Linked DNA regions of Mus musculus: region 2 is linked to region 1. The links are chromatin contacts, called in public HiCAR-type maps. All regions are on one chromosome and are shown on one strand. Each heading gives the region's core, a stretch centred on a gene start, on an enhancer-like site or on the middle of the called end of the contact. The rest is flanking DNA. Distances are from core to core; before and after follow the strand shown. Region 1 holds the start of 4930448E22Rik (a long non-coding RNA gene). Region 2 holds the start of Cadm1 (cell adhesion molecule 1).

Region 1 (7,542 bases), core at 3,775-6,274:
TCCTAAATGCTCATAGCACTGACAGGCAACCTCTAGGCTCAGGATCCCTCTTGCCTGGCATGCACCTGTATGATCTTCATGTCTCTCTTATGTCAAATGGCTAATTCTCTTTTGTATCATACCTGCTGGTCTCTCGGGCATCCTTAGGGAGATCCCCAGATGAGTCCTTTCTCCATATATTGCATCTCAAATAGTGCCTGAGACTTCCAGGTGCTCTGTATTTACCAAAGCACACAGGGATATGTCTTTGGAACTTTCAAAGAACATGGAGGTACAGTCCCATTCTATAGATGAAGAAATGGAGGCTTTAGCAGGCTAATGCTTTTCTCAAAACTAGACAGACAGGTTGGAGGGATAGCTCAGTGGTTGAGTGCTTGTTATTTCCGAATTTTATTCCTAGATCCCATGTCTAGCTTACATGTCTAGCAGCCACATCTAGCACCCACATTGTGTGGCTCACAACTACTTGTAATTCCAGGGGCCCTGACACCCTCTTCTGGCTCCAGTGGGTACCTGCATGCATGTGTGCATACACATATACACATATGCACACACACACACACACACACACACACACACACACACACACACACACGTATATAAATAAAATCCCAAACCAAAAGCCAGTGATAAGTAGACAGACTTCAAACTTAGGTCTGCCTCACTCAAATCTTTTATTCCACAGGATGAAGTAGTTAATTATTTGAGAGAATTTTTGTGGACAACATATTCAAGGAACTAAGTAACACTAACTAAATAATAGTGACCGGTAGAAATGACTAAGCTGGGTGATGATGGTGCACATCTTTAATCCCAGCACTCAGGAGGCAGTGGCAGCTGGATCTCTGTGAGTTCAAAGCCAGCCTGGTCTACAGAGTGAGTTTCAGGATAGCCAGGGCTACAGAGAGAAAGGCTGTCTCAAACCAAAACCAAACCAACCAACCAAACAAACAAAAGGCAGGACTTAACTGCAGTATAGCTGTTGCTTCTTAACTCTTTGTCTGCTGTGTAGAACCAGGGACATACTTGGCCTCTACATGTTGAAAAAGGAAAGGGGACTGGTGAGGCAGCTCAGCAAGTAGACCCTGCCATGCAGTCCTGACAACCTGAGTTTGATCCAGGATCCCACAAGGGGGCAGAAGAGACGTGACTCCTGGTTTTCTTTCTTTTCCTCCCAGTCAGATCACCCAGCCCTTCTCCAACTATACATGAAGGAACCTATCTTTTGTACATAAAAAGACATATGAGTAAGTACACATACACACACACACACACACATACGCACACACATGCGCACACACATGCGCACACACACGCACACAGGGAGACAATTTTGGAACTGAGAACATCATCAAAAAGTAGAGTGCATTTATCGTTATGAAACTATCTCAGCAGGGCTATGGTGACGGCTCAGTAGGTAGAGGTCTTTGCTGCCAAACATGACGGTTCTTGCCTCCAAACCCTGACAACGTGAGTTCAATCTCTTGGCCCCTCATGGTGGAAGGAGAGAAGTCCTCTGATCTTCATGCGAGTGCTGTGGTATACACACAAATAAGTAAATAACAAGTTTTTTTATTATTATTATTATTTGTTTTGGTTTTGGTTTTTCGAGACAGGGTTTCTCTGTATAGTCCTGGCTGTCCTGGAACTCACTCTGTAGACCAGGCTGGCCTCGAACTCAGAAATTCGCCTGCCTCTGCCTCCCAAGTGCTGGGATTAAAGGTGTGCACTACCACGCCCGGCTATTATTATTATTATTATTATTATTATTATTATTATAAGAAAAACCCCAAACTCTTAACTCTCCACTCTTTTCACTGATAGAAACTTGTTCCAGGGCTTGTGTCTGATCGCAACCTCCTGCCTAAGAGCTATAGATTCACCTAAGCGTTTCTAGCAGACTGGCTTGAAGCAGGACTCAAGGGCACAGTATATGGCGCTCTGGCTCTAGTGGCAAACTTGGCTTTAATGTTTTGTTCCATGAGGTTGTCTCATCCAAGTGACTGTTGTATAGGATTCACATTTGAGAAAGTTCTATGGTCCCGCAGGTACAGCACCTCCTAGAAAGCGGTTGGCTTTTTCTTCTCTGTCGTCCCAGAAGAGCCAGGATGCTTGCTCGAGCGCCCCCTGGAGCATGGGCGTGTAGGTTCATGAGCAGAGAGTTGGCTGCAGGTTCCCAGGCTTGGCCCGGTGTGAGCCACGGGGGCCTTATCTTGCCATTAATGGTTTTCTAAATTGGTGGCAGTGGAGCAAAAAACCCAATTTGCGCCTGGAGCACGCTGATTACTATTGTAATAACCTCCGCTAATAAGAATATGATGTGGGGCTAGGCTGCGAGAGAAAACACATTTCTCATTAGCTCTTGATTAATTACTCTACATAATTCTTAGTTGTGGTGGCCAAGGGGGTGGGTGTCGCCATCTCTTAGCCTCACTTTAACCCCAGCATCTAGTGGGTGTGGGGTTCTCGTGGTTGCTGGCAGCCACCGGGAGGGGCGGTTCCTACTCCTCTCCTCTCCACACTCTCTCTCCTCACCTCCCTTCCCTGTCTTCTCTCATTGCTCCTTCTCCAGCACTGTTTCCTTCTCCTGTTTCTCTTTCAATCCCCCCCCCCCCCGGTTCTTTCGCTCTCTCCCACGCCCCCTTTTGAAGTCACCTATATCTAAGGCTGCCTTCGAACTCACTATACATGTGGCCATGGATGATCTTGAACTCCTGATCCTCCTCCCGCCTCTTTAAGTGCTGGGATCGCATGTGTGTATCGTCATGACAGGTTTTATTTGGTGCCAGCATCTACTGACCCGATCTACACCTGGGGCTCACCATCTGCACTATAGCTTCCCCTCAGCCTTTTCTTTATCTTCAGAGGAGTCTGCGTGGGCATTGGGGAGAAGGGTCATTGAGTGTTCCCTCTGCCAGAGGGGCCTGTGGGAGCAAGCAGGAACTGTCTCCGGGGTTCCTGGCGCCATCCTTACGTTGTCATCCCGCTGTTCCACCACGACCCTTCCTTGCCACTTCTGACATTTCACGGGCCATTGTTTGAGGCCTAATTGCCTGCCAGTGCGATCCGCTCGCACCTCCCTCCAGCCATCTGGTCCATGGCTCCTGCTGTTCACCGCGACAGCTAGGCCGAGAACAAAACAGTGAGCCCCGGGCGGTGCTGCAGCTCTTTGTGCGCGCGCGCGCCAAACTGCCGTAGTGTATTGTCTTCTCCGGGGACATCAGGCCTGTTACTAAGATGGGTCCGGTGGGCCAAGGGACACACAGAGCCTTCATAGCGACGAGGCAAACCCAAACTTGGTTGGCAAACCCAAGGTCCTGCAGGATGCAGGAAAACCGGGAAGACCAGCACTGCACGGTCACCTCCCTGTCCTTCTCCAGTCAGTGCCCGCACCCCTCTCCTCTCCCATCCTCTGACTCCTTCCACGGCCTCTTACCCCTCCAGGCAAGAGGAACTCTCGCTAGAGAGCCATGTAAAAATAGATGTATTTCTGGATACTCAGCGAGCCTGAAAAACGGCTGAGGCAGAGTCTGCTCCGCTGACAGAAGATCTATGTGCCGAATTCCTCTTCAAAATCTATTTCTCCGGAGATTTATTTTTGCAGGGCTCTGGCGAGCCAGGGGAAGTTCACAGCACCAGGGCACTGCGCGGCCGCTGCTTCCCGCCTGCGCCGGACCTCCTTCCTGGTGACTGTTTCCTGGAGTGAGCAGTGATCGAATTAGGAGGCTGCTGATAGGCCCGGTCAGGAGCTGAAAAGTCAGGGCTGAAATGCAAGAGAGATTTGAATGGCAAAAAGGTCATTCTCTTGCCGTACCCTGGCGGGGTCGGAAGCCTGTGAGACACAGCACGACACCCATCCCTGCGGCTGGGAAAATAAGTGATGGCTATATTTATGTCTCCATCTAAATGCATGGATCAAAGCAGACACTTTAATCTATTCAACAACAGCCGGAGGATTAAAAAGTTGCAGGCAAATCACACTCTTAAATTGGTAATATATTTTTGCTTGTCACTTCACAAATCATTTTACAGAGTGACTCCAGGCCTGATGGGAGATCTGAGGACTTGAACTTAGCTCATGAATCTGGAGAGACTCAGCCCCCTCCCAGCTGTGGCAGGAATCACCTCGTTTGCTCGACTTTCCTGGGCTCCGGCTGCAGTGGATTAACGTGGGGGTCATCGGGCTCAGGGTCACCCTGACAAATCTCTCCTTTTTAAAAGACTTAATTTACTTTTAATTAATGTGTACTGCGTATCGGTGTGGGTTCACAATATGCATGCAGTTTCTAACGGAGGCCAGAAGAGGGCATCCGATTCTTTGAGGCGGGAGTTACAGGCATTTTCATGCGGGGGTGGGGGTGGGGGTGGGGGTGGGGGAGGGGCATGTGGTTATAGGGAATTGAACTCATGTCCTCTGGAAGAGCAGCAACCACTCAACTACTAAGCAATCTTTCTGTCCTTAGACAAGTGCATCTCAGTTCACCCCCGTTATGACAGAGAAGCTGGGCGACACCGTTGCCCTCTCTTTTACGGTCAGGAGACAAGACAGGTGGCTTGCCCAGGCCATCGTACGTAACATGTGGGAGTGGGTGCAAAGCCAGCGGTTTGGACTCTAAGAACAGCGGCACTAGTTCCAGCCCTTCTGCTGGAGCAGCTGGGAGAGAGCGCACGAATCCTTCTCTCTCCTCGAGAGCCCAGGCAGGGTAGCAGAGAGGAGCTAAGTCTCTTTGTCCCAGGTCCTTTGCTCCCCAGCTTCATCTGTCAAATGGGGGGTACTGAGGAGCCACCTCCTGGGGTGAGCGATGAGATGTCGAGGGAGCGTCTTAGCACACTCCTTGACACAAACTAAGAACTCAAATTTGCACTGAACTCTGAAACTCAAGGTGGAGGGAGAGGAGCTCACAGCAGGACTTCTGGCGGGTGGGGGAGGAGCTTAACCATTCCGTCAGAGAGTAAGTTACCCTCTTCAGCAGACTGGGCTGTGAGAAGAGTTGACCTACACAGCCTAGCTGCTTTTCTCCTTGCTCGGTCATGGGATCAGTTGATTGTGACGGCTACAAAAATACTGCACAAACGCAACTTAGGAAAGGAAGGGTGTGTTTTAGCTCAGGGTGCTAGGGGAGACAGTCCTTCCCTAGTGGGAAAGTCACACCAGCACGGACAGAAGAAGCCAACGTTCACGCTGTGTCTCTAGTTAAGAAGTAGAAAGAGATGAAAGCATGTGCTCACTCATGTTCTCCTTTTTATTCAATCCCAGAAAGCATATCACAGAATGGCCCCAGCCCATGGAAGGACCCCAGCCATGGAAGGACCCCAGCCCATGGAAGGACCCCAGCCATGGAAGGACCCCAGCCATGGAAGGACCCCAGCCATGGAAGGACCCCAGCCATGGAAGGACCCCAGCCCATGGAATGACTCCAGTCCATGGGAGGACCCCAGCCCATGGGAGGACCCCAGCCCATGGAAGGACCCCAGCCCATGGAATGACCCCAGCCCATGGAATGACCTCAGCCCATGGAAGGACCCCAGCCATGGAAGGACCCCAGCCCATGGAAGGACCCCAGCCCATGGAAGGACCCCAGCCATGGAAGGACCCCAGCCATGGAAGGACCCCAGCCCATGGAAGGACCCCAGCCCATGGAATGACTCCAGCCCATGGGAGGACCCCAGCCATGGGAGGACCCCAGCCAATGGAAGGACCCCAGCCCATGGAATGACCCCAGCCCATGGAATGACCCCAGCCCATGGAAGGACCTCAGGCCATGGAGTGACCCCAGCCCATGGAAGGAATGGTGTTGCCCACACTTAGGCTGGGTCTTCCAACTCCCTTAACCTAATGTAGATAATCCCTCACTGATGTGACCAGAGATTTGTTTCCATGGTGATTCTAAAGCCCATCGAGTAGACAATCAAGATTAGCCACCACAGTCTCTGAGGACAAGATGCCTGCATGCAGAAGTGTCTCTCCCTATGCCATCTAAGATGGCTGCCAGATAACTGTGAACTTAATTATAATGTCATCCCCACACTAAACGACATACTCCAGTGTCTTGACAGTTGACAATTGCTGTGATGACAACTAGAAAGAACCATCCAAGGAGCCAAAGGAGGTGGCCCCAGAATTCCTGGGAAAGCTCTATCCACTCCCAGAAGACACACACAATTCCCTCCATTACCAGCCTGTTGCTCACCCTCATTTTGTCTTACCTGGAGCTATAACTTCTGGATCCCCAGCATCTAGAGCAGTTGATTTTAGAGCATATTGCCTGCTTCTCCTGCTCTTGACCAAGAGTTAGTCTCCTTTGGTCTCATGCTTGGTCTTTTTTTTTTATGATAATTTTTTTAATTAGGTATTTTCCTCATTTACATTTCCAATGCTATCCCAAAAGTCCCCCATACCCCTCCCCCCACTCCCCTACCCACCCACTCCCACTTTTTGGCCCTGGTGTTCCCCTGTACTGGGGCATATAAAGTTTGCATGACCAATGGGCCTCTTTTTCCAGTGATGGCCGACTAGGCCATCTTTTGATACATATGCAGCTAGAGACAAGAGCTCCGGGGTACTGGTTAGTTCATATTGTTGTTCCACCTATAGGGTTGCAGTTCCCTTTAGCTCCTTGGGTATTTTCTCTAGCTCCTCTATCGATGCTTGGTCTTGTAGTTGGTTCTGTGAGGTGAAAAGGATCCAGTTGGAAACTGATGACATTTGATTTGCTCTAGGTAGTTCCAATAGAGACAACTGTATCTTTGCATTTCTTGTTTATATATAGATATGTTTATTAGTGTGTGTATTGTGTTTGTGGTATACTCACACACGTATACACAGGTACACACACAGGTCAAAGGTGGGTGCCAACTGTCCTCTAGCACTCTGCTTTGCTCCTTTGAGGCAGGGTTTCTCCTCAAACCCAGAGCTCAAAGTTTTCAGTCAGTCTGGCTGACATCATGCCCAGGGATTCTCCTGTGTCCGCCTTACCACCTTCACAGTTTGGGATGACAGGTATGCAGGCAGGAGACCAAGCCTGGCTTGTTATGGGTGGGTGATGAGATCTAAACTCAGGTCCTCGTGTTTGTGCAACAAGTCCTTTTAGCCACTGAACCCTCTCTAGCTTCAACTGGATCGTTAAGGAGGCAGATAGGTCTCAGGTAATGAGAGCCAAAGAGGGCACAGTAAACTCACCGGAGCGGGTTTAGAGTTGTTTCATGATCCCTTCTAAGCAGGAGAACCAACAGTTCCAAGAGTAGTAGAGTCGGCTCACCATTCTCTCTGTGGTGTGTGTGTGTGTGTGTGTGTGTGTGTGTGTGTGTGTGTGTGTACAAGAGGAGTCAGGTATTAGCATTGGATGTCATTTTGTGTATGTTCTGATTCGCTTATTATTTATTTGTATGTGTGTGTGCCTGCATGTTTGTAGGTGCTCAAGGGGCGGAGGGTCCCTGGGAACTGGAGTTACAGGTGTGGTTAGCCACCTGGTATGGGTGCTTGAACTGAACTCTGAGTCTCGACAAGAGCTGTAAGTACTCTTAGCTACCTCTCCAGCCTCA
Region 2 (7,542 bases), core at 2,309-4,808, 1.2 Mb after region 1:
GAATATTTAAACAATCCAGTAGCTGGGCAAATGGTGACTCCAACTACTGTTTTCCTTTTCTTAATAATTTGTCTGAGTTGCTCTTATACATGGGTATTAAAATAATTAGCATTTTAAGAGGCAAAATGTTACTAGTTGCCATTAATTATCTCTGATATATTTCCACAAACATGAGTCTCCTTTAATGCTTATTTTTTATATATGTTTATCCACATTTCTCAACTGTTTTGGTGATAGCAAACAATATTCTCTCTCTCTTCTCTCTGGTTTCTCATTAAAAGAGAGAGAAAGAAAAGAAAACACACACCTCCCCCATACCCACCCACCCACCAACACACCCACCCACTCACACACACACCCACACACACACACACACACACACACACACACACACACACACACACACACAGAGAGAGAGAGAGAGAGAGAGAGAGAGAGAGACTAGGGCTTTGGTACTTCTGGCACTTCGCTCTAACACAAGTTGTGCCCAGATTGTAATTCTGATAAGTATTTCAGTTCTTTCTTGAAAAAAAAATTAAATTCACAAAACAATTGATTATCAGTTATAAATGGCAAAAACACCATCTGGTTTTTAAAATTGGTTCAATCCATGTAGCGAGGGGAAAATGCTGGAAGTTGTTCCTGGCGATGAGTTCTAGTCCGCGGAGCAGAAAATGACGCGCTTTACTATGAGAAAGCCAGGCTAGTCATAACTTGTACTTAGCGGCTGTGGGAATTTGATGCGCTCCTCACATGTTCCATATGTTAAAATGCTTGGTGACATCTTTGGTGTGAAAGTGGGGAGGGGGTGGAAGGGGAGTACGGTTAGGGGATAGAGGAACAACAGCTTGCTCTGTCCAGGAGTCTCACCTCTGGTTCTCAGGAAGATCCTGGTGTGGAAGAAGAGGCTATCAGTCCTCAGTTTCCATACCTGGTAAAACTGGATGGGCTAACTTCCTCAACTTCTCCATGGCAGGTGGCATTTCTGAGGAAATTTTTAAAGGCGTTTGCATTCTTCCAGTGAGGTAAGCCACACAGCATTGGCATTTCCTATAGAAATGTCCCATGTTGTTCTTTGCCAACTGGAAATTTGAGTAGGTGTTCATTTGATGTGCCAAGAGAATGAAGGGAGACGAAAACACTCCACATCTTCCAATGTCCCCCATACTGCGTGCTGAGAGTGGGAGGACTCGGGCCTGGCTAGATTCTCTTGGAGCCTCAGCCTCAGGAGCAATGCTTTTCCTTAGGAGTCTGCTGCAATCCTGTTATTTTCAAAAAACGTTTCTGGGTTGCTGGCATATTTTCACCTTATGTTAAAAATACAGCTCTCCTTTGCTTATTATTCATGCATCATGATGTGAAATGTATTCCTTCACTTAACACATATTTATTGAGGCACAGTGCAGCATCGTGGTTAGTTGTGAAGGCTCTGCCTCTCTGTCTGCAATTAGAAATTGTGATTTTTTTTAAAAGGCTGGTGCTTAATTTTTCTAACCATGCTATATTTAAAAAAATGGGGAAAATAAATAGTATCAATTTTGAAGGTAGTTTCAGAGACTAAAGAAGATTGTGCACAAGAATTTCTTGATAAGAACTCAAGGTCACAATAGTCCTTTGTTAACTATAAACTTGATATCAGCTCAAGGTCTTTATAGTAGCAGTACTATAAAGAATAGTGAATATTGTTGAGTGTCCGGCTCTGTACTGTTGTGGCTGACATATAGGATCTGACTTTGCAGTCCGTCCTGTCCTGTTGTCAGAATAAACAGTCTCTGAGTTTTTCATTCTGATTTTGGTAGAAATCTGCTTTGTATCACGTCTAATCTAGGTAGTTTCACTTCTGGCTTTTGCAGACTGGGCATTATCCTGGCGGTCACATGGTGTTGGTTTTCTGCCTCGTATACTGTGATTTGCCTACTGGAGCTTTCTCCACTTCTGGAGGACTGCTTGCAGTTCGTGCATTGGGGCCTGTAATTACAGAGCAGAAGATCCAGGGATGTGGAGACAGGGCAGTTTCGAAAATTAGTTTATGCATAATGGATAATATGAGGCTGCTTTAATGTGTAACTCATTTGATGGGTTGGCCGATCTTAACTTCCTTTTGATATTTATTTATTTATTTTTAATTTATTTGCAACATGAGGACAGAGGGCTTGGTACAGCTCTTCTAGACTATAGTTCAGATTCAGCAATTTACATTCAGTAATCTCTTGGTCATTTAGCCACATATAATTTGTCATGGTTTGTTTTAGCTGTTGTGATATTGATATTTATTATGCAAATTGTATTTCCTACATCTTATTGTTCTGCATTCTATGAATACTTAAATTATTATAAACCTTTACACTTAATACGGCTCGTCCTTCAATTTGATGCTTGAGCAACAGAGGGTCAGAGCACACACGGTCTTCTAGAGGGAAAGAAAATAAGTAATTAAAAGGCAGACAAACAAGAGAGCCGGCTGCCTTGTTGAAAAGAAATCAAAGATAATTTCGGGGAGGGAGGAAGTGTGTCCAGAGATGCATGCAAGTCCCGTCAGCGGGAGAACCTCTCTGAGACACAACTAAAGTGAGGACCTGTTGGTCTCTAGATGCCTTAGAAAGGACTGGAAGCATAGGAGAGAAGGGAATTGAACCGAGCCCTGGAAGAGGAACTCGACTGACTCTATCACTGCCTCGGTTCCCTACATTCCCTTCCCCACGACCCTGACCGGTAGATTTTTTTTTTTTTTGCTTTTGTGTGCGTGTAATCTTAAATATTCCATATTACTTATATGCTATAATCTACTAAACATGGGAAGGACACTTCCAACAAGCTGGGAAGCCTGAGCACACCCACCTTGATTTACCTTTCCCCAGAATCTACAGCCAAACATCCACTTGAAAATCCCAGAACCCCGACTCCACAGCTTCAGTCTTCCAACTATCCCCTAGTCTGCCGCTAGGCTGTTGAGCGGGCTCTCCTGCTCCGCCGGACGTGCAAAGCACGCATGCACTTCTCTCAGATTGTTTTGTCAATCCGGGGACCTGCATTCGCACTCTCCACTCCCGGGTTTCCCAAAGATCTTATTCCTTCGTGCAAGGTGAGGGAAAGGAAATTTTGTAACGTATGACTTCGATAGGCCGATGCCCACGCAGTGCCCCGGCCCAGGAATCTCGCGGTCAGACTCTCCGACCAGGAGTCCGCCGCGGCGAGTGGCGTAAAGGTTCCTAGTAAAGGTGCACGAAAGCGAGAGACCCGCCTCCTGAAGCCGCAACCCCCTCCCCAGCCACCGAGCCGGACGCGGGCCAGTACAGGTTCTCCTCCTTCGGGGAAGCGAGGCCGAATTTTAACGTAAACATATTTGCATAGGCCCCGCCCCTCGGCCCCGCCCCTAGGTGGCGCGGGCGCGCGGCCGAACGCTAGCGCCAGGGGGCGGGGTGGGGGAGGGGGCTAGTTCTCGGAGAGCCGGGTTGGGCTCGAGGTGCCACGATTGGTCGCTCCTGACTCCGCCTCCAGCGCATCTCATTAGCATCTCATTAGCTGTCCGCTCGGGCTCGGGAGGCAGCCACCGCCGCCAGTCTGAGGCAGGTGCCCGACATGGCGAGTGCTGTGCTGCCGAGCGGATCCCAGTGTGCGGCGGCAGCGGCTGTGGCGGCGGCGGCGGCGCCTCCAGGGCTCCGGCTCCGGCTCCTGCTGTTGCTCCTTTCGGCCGCGGCACTGATCCCCACAGGTAGGTTGTGGGCACCCGCGGATTGGTCCCGAAAACCCCCCCGGGCACCCCCAGGAGCCGTAGCTATGGAAGGGGGGACGTTTCCATGACAACCTTCCCCCACTTCCTAAATCCAAAGCGGCGGGAGCGTGGCAAGGAAAGTCGGGGCTGCGATGGAAGGGGCCGAGGGGTCGGCGCCCCTTCTCTCCTATCCGCCGGCTGCGGATGGGCGCCCTCAGGGATGGCTGCACCCACACCTCTTCTTCCTGGCGTAGCGCGGGGTGCTGAGTGGAGTGGGCTCGGGGCCGGGGGCTAGCGCGTGGGGGGAAGGGGAGCCCTCGGAGGCGCCCCGAACCTTCCGGACCCTCCGAAACTCGCTCTCGTCCCTGGAACTTGCAGGTCCTCCTGTGTCCCTGGGCTAAGCTTTCGCCCCCTCCGTTCCAGCTCGCCCCCCCGATCGATTCTCCATTCCCCGAAGCTTTCTCCTTCGCGGGTCCCCAGGACATCCCCACCGTCGTGTCCTCTTCCCGGCTTGCCCGCGCTCTGCAGCCAGGTCCCCCGCCCGAGAGCTCTGCACGCCTCTCGTGTTTCCCTCCAGCCGAACGCTGCCCCTCGGCCCCCTCCGCTAGGCTGCGGGTCGGCTTGGCTGGAATCCAGGCAGGGAAAGTTCCCGGCTCGGGGGCGGCCGCTCGTCGCCGCCGCTGCAGGAGGGCTCTTGGAGCCCGCAGGTTGTCCGCGCCACCGAGGCCTCTGCCGCGAGTGGGGATCCGGGATTTCCCGGCTGCGCGTCCTTCGGGCAAGCGGCCCGCAGGTGGTGGCGGGGGCGTTCGCGGCCTCTGCGGCCCGGCGTGCGCCCTGCGGGCCTCGGGGCGCTCCCCGCGTGGCCGGCCGTCTTGAGAATCTGCCCGGGTGGCGGCGGCTCGGCGAGCGCCGCGCCTTCCCTGAAGACGCCGAGCGCTTGGCAGGAGCCCCGCGTGTGGCTGCCCCGGTGCGGGGCGCGTTGGCGCGGTCGCGAAAGAAGAGGGCAGTGTTTGCATTTGCTAACAAAAGGGAGCCGGAGCTCTTCCCCACCGGAGAGGCCGGCCGCGCTGCGACCGCCTTCCCGCCACCTCGCCGCTCTTGCCCGCCGCACGGTGTCCCCGTGCTGCTGTACCGCCTGCCGCTGCCTCCTGGCGACCGGCGGGACCGAGCTGCACCGGGCGGTGGCGAGAGGGCTTCTGCGCGAGGGGATGCGCTAGGGCTCTGTGCCTGCAAAACCCCTCGCAGCTCCGAGCTGCAGGACCTGGGAGCAACAAGTGGTGGAGGATGCTGCGAGCTCATCCCCCACCTGCGGAGCCCCCAGCCCGGGAGGATGCAGCGCTGGGCCAGCCAGCCTGCGGTTCCGGGGGCGCCTTTCTGCTTGGGTTGTGTCTTTTGTTTACACGCTAGAGGACACATAGTTATGTAAACACCGCAGGAGACGTGCTGTTGGGGGGTGGGTGGGGGTGCTTGGGAGTGCTAGCTTCGGATTTTAGGGGATGCCAGGTTGGTTGATTTGACACCCCCACCCCCATTATAAAATAGGCTTGCGGAGGAACTCGGCTTGAAGAACCAATTGAGGTTCTAAGGGTGGGATCCTGGCAGCACCTTCCATTCCAGCTTGAGAATTTTGTCTTCCATGCTACGTTCTGTCTCCGGATGTTTATATGTTTTTCTTCTGTGAATTCTTAATTTATGAGTTACAAGATAATTAGGTTTAACCGAAGCCGGTGTGGTTACAACTTAATTTCTGGTGATGCCACTGACTGGAAGGGTTCGATAGAGTGTTCCCGAAAGAGATCCCTCGTGCTGCATTGTAAAAAGCGCCAGTGTCAGTTAAACGTGAGCGTGAGTAAAGGCTGGGTAACTGGCGCATTACAGAGGCAACAATAGACTTGTATTGGCTGCAGAACCAAGGGTGGGGGAGGGAAGCGCTGGCCCGGGATATTGCTTTTCGACTAAAAATGGGAGCCATGCAATGCCACTAAACCAGCAGAGTAGGATTAGATTCTGCCTCCCTTGTCAAGCCTGCTCATTGAAGGCTCTGGGTAGTAACAACACTACTATATTTGTACTATCTCTGGATGAGAAGTTGCCTTCCCGACGAGGGATGTGTGCTGACTTAGGAACGGTCTGGAACTCAACCGTGCATGTCAAAGCTACAAGAAAATTCTGTTGCCAGTTACCATGGAAGCAGCTTCTTGCTCTTGTGTACATCCCTGTTTGTTCGCCGCTTATCAGATTGTGTTCAAATTAGAAAGTAATTGGGCTTGATTTGTAGCGAGGGAATGAGATGACTTTCTTTAATGTCGTGAGTGTGGTGTGTGTGTATGTATGTTTATATGTGTGTGTATATGTATGTATGCACGCATGGATGTATGTATGTATACAGTTTGAGAGAGAGTCTTAGCAAAGCCCTAGATTCCAAACCACAGGGATCAATTTCAGGTGGACTCCTTAGGACTTCTTTCCCTCAGATGTTAAGTTAAAGCTTTCTCAGGGAAAGCTTTCTCTGCTTCTCATTCCTTGCCTTTAAAGAAACCTGTTGGTGCTACCTTCTAACTTCATTACGTTTGTTTCATTCGAATCCTTGCTGAGCGAGCCAAGTCCCGCTATTGTGTATTGGGTTCCTGGTTCTGTTTGCCTTTGTAACTGAATTCTTTCTCCCTGTTCCCCATCCCTCACCCCCATCTCAGAGAAAATCTACTCCCATCTCTCCTGTGGTGTTTGGATGAAACAGACCTGTATGAAGTGCATCCAAAATAGGATTGCCTGCACGTTGTTAATCACTCCTGTCAGGTTTAGAGTGCAGGCATGCTGCTGTTTGGGATCCTGAAGGGACCTGTAGTAGTCCAACCCGCTCTTACTCTTTTTAGGATTAGAGAAGATGGCTGATGGGTGGGGGGTTTGTGAAGGTGGCAGTTAGTCCTGGCTTGCTGTAGTCGACTGGGGCTTGCATACCGGGGACAGGGACTTTGCAAAAGTGACGCCCTGCTATTGTTGCCATTCCTGCATAAAATTGAATAGTCACAGTAGGGACTTGCACTTGCCTGTGATAGCTTCGATAAAATATCCCTCATTAATGCCACTTTATATTTACAGTGTGTCACTGGAGACGCACAAGGCTTCATTTAGTGACTTGTGTGACGAGACAAGCTTGCATTATTTGCCCCGGACATTTTGGAGGAACAAGAGACCCATTGAGCAATCTTTTGAAATGAACAAATACGAAAAAGGGGGGAATAAAAGAGCAGGCAGTTCTCTGGAACAAAGAGCTTTATTCATATGGATGTTGTACATGCTTTATCCAGTTTTCCCCAGTGGCTTTCCTGGTGAAGGGGTATCGGGCAGGGAAGATGATAACTTACAGGGCACTGGGGCTTCCTCTCTTACTTCCTGACTTCCTATTCTTACCGGAGTTGGTCCCTTACTCACTACCTGCATCTCTGTCTCTCCACTCCCTCCAAAGCCCCAACGGCTCTCTCTCAGGTTTCAAAGGAGATTTTTGAAATCTTTGCCGCCATTGTTGGCTCTCATCTGAAGACACTGCGTGGTAGCTACCTGTTGAGACTGATCAACATTGGACAGTGCACTGGGTGAAGGGAGAGAGATCTCATTTTTCTAGGATATGTGTCAAGATAATGAATGTCAGAACAATAGGTAAAGATATCTTGCAATTATGTCAGCCTAACTGTTTATTTTTAAGGGTGTTTTAAAAATGAAAATCTAGATTTAAAAAAAAATCATCATTAATGGTGCTCTAGGATTTTATTTTTAAACTTTATCCCATACCTGGTACATTTCAGCTTTATACATAAGAGATTAATATTATT

What was found. HiCAR-type assays count read pairs that join an accessible place to other places.
Region 2: a HiCAR-type map of astrocytes shows a contact between it and region 1, with 5 times the contacts expected there. The contact joins the promoter of Cadm1 here to the promoter of 4930448E22Rik in region 1. A contact is called at or near these places in 1 of 39 promoter capture datasets (hippocampal neurons), 2 of 484 Hi-C or Micro-C datasets (both in embryonic stem cells) and 8 of 115 datasets of contacts at active chromatin or transcription factors (VIP interneurons, astrocytes, differentiating embryonic stem cells and 5 more).

Annotation. Positions count from the first base shown.
Region 1 is chr9:46,325,769-46,333,310 of GRCm38.p6, forward strand. It overlaps 4930448E22Rik (a long non-coding RNA gene), which reads right to left and starts at 5,025. Exons shown (of 4, transcript XR_379345.4): 1 at 4,962-5,025; 2 at 2,975-3,763; 3 at 1,884-2,331; 4 at 898-1,534. Gm39329 (a long non-coding RNA gene) reads left to right here and starts at 3,197. Exons shown (of 2, transcript XR_870704.3): 1 at 3,197-3,991; 2 at 5,258-5,867.
Region 2 is chr9:47,526,794-47,534,335 of GRCm38.p6, forward strand. Cadm1 (cell adhesion molecule 1) reads left to right here and starts at 3,559. Exons shown (of 11, transcript NM_207675.2): 1 at 3,559-3,712. The coding sequence starts at 3,580.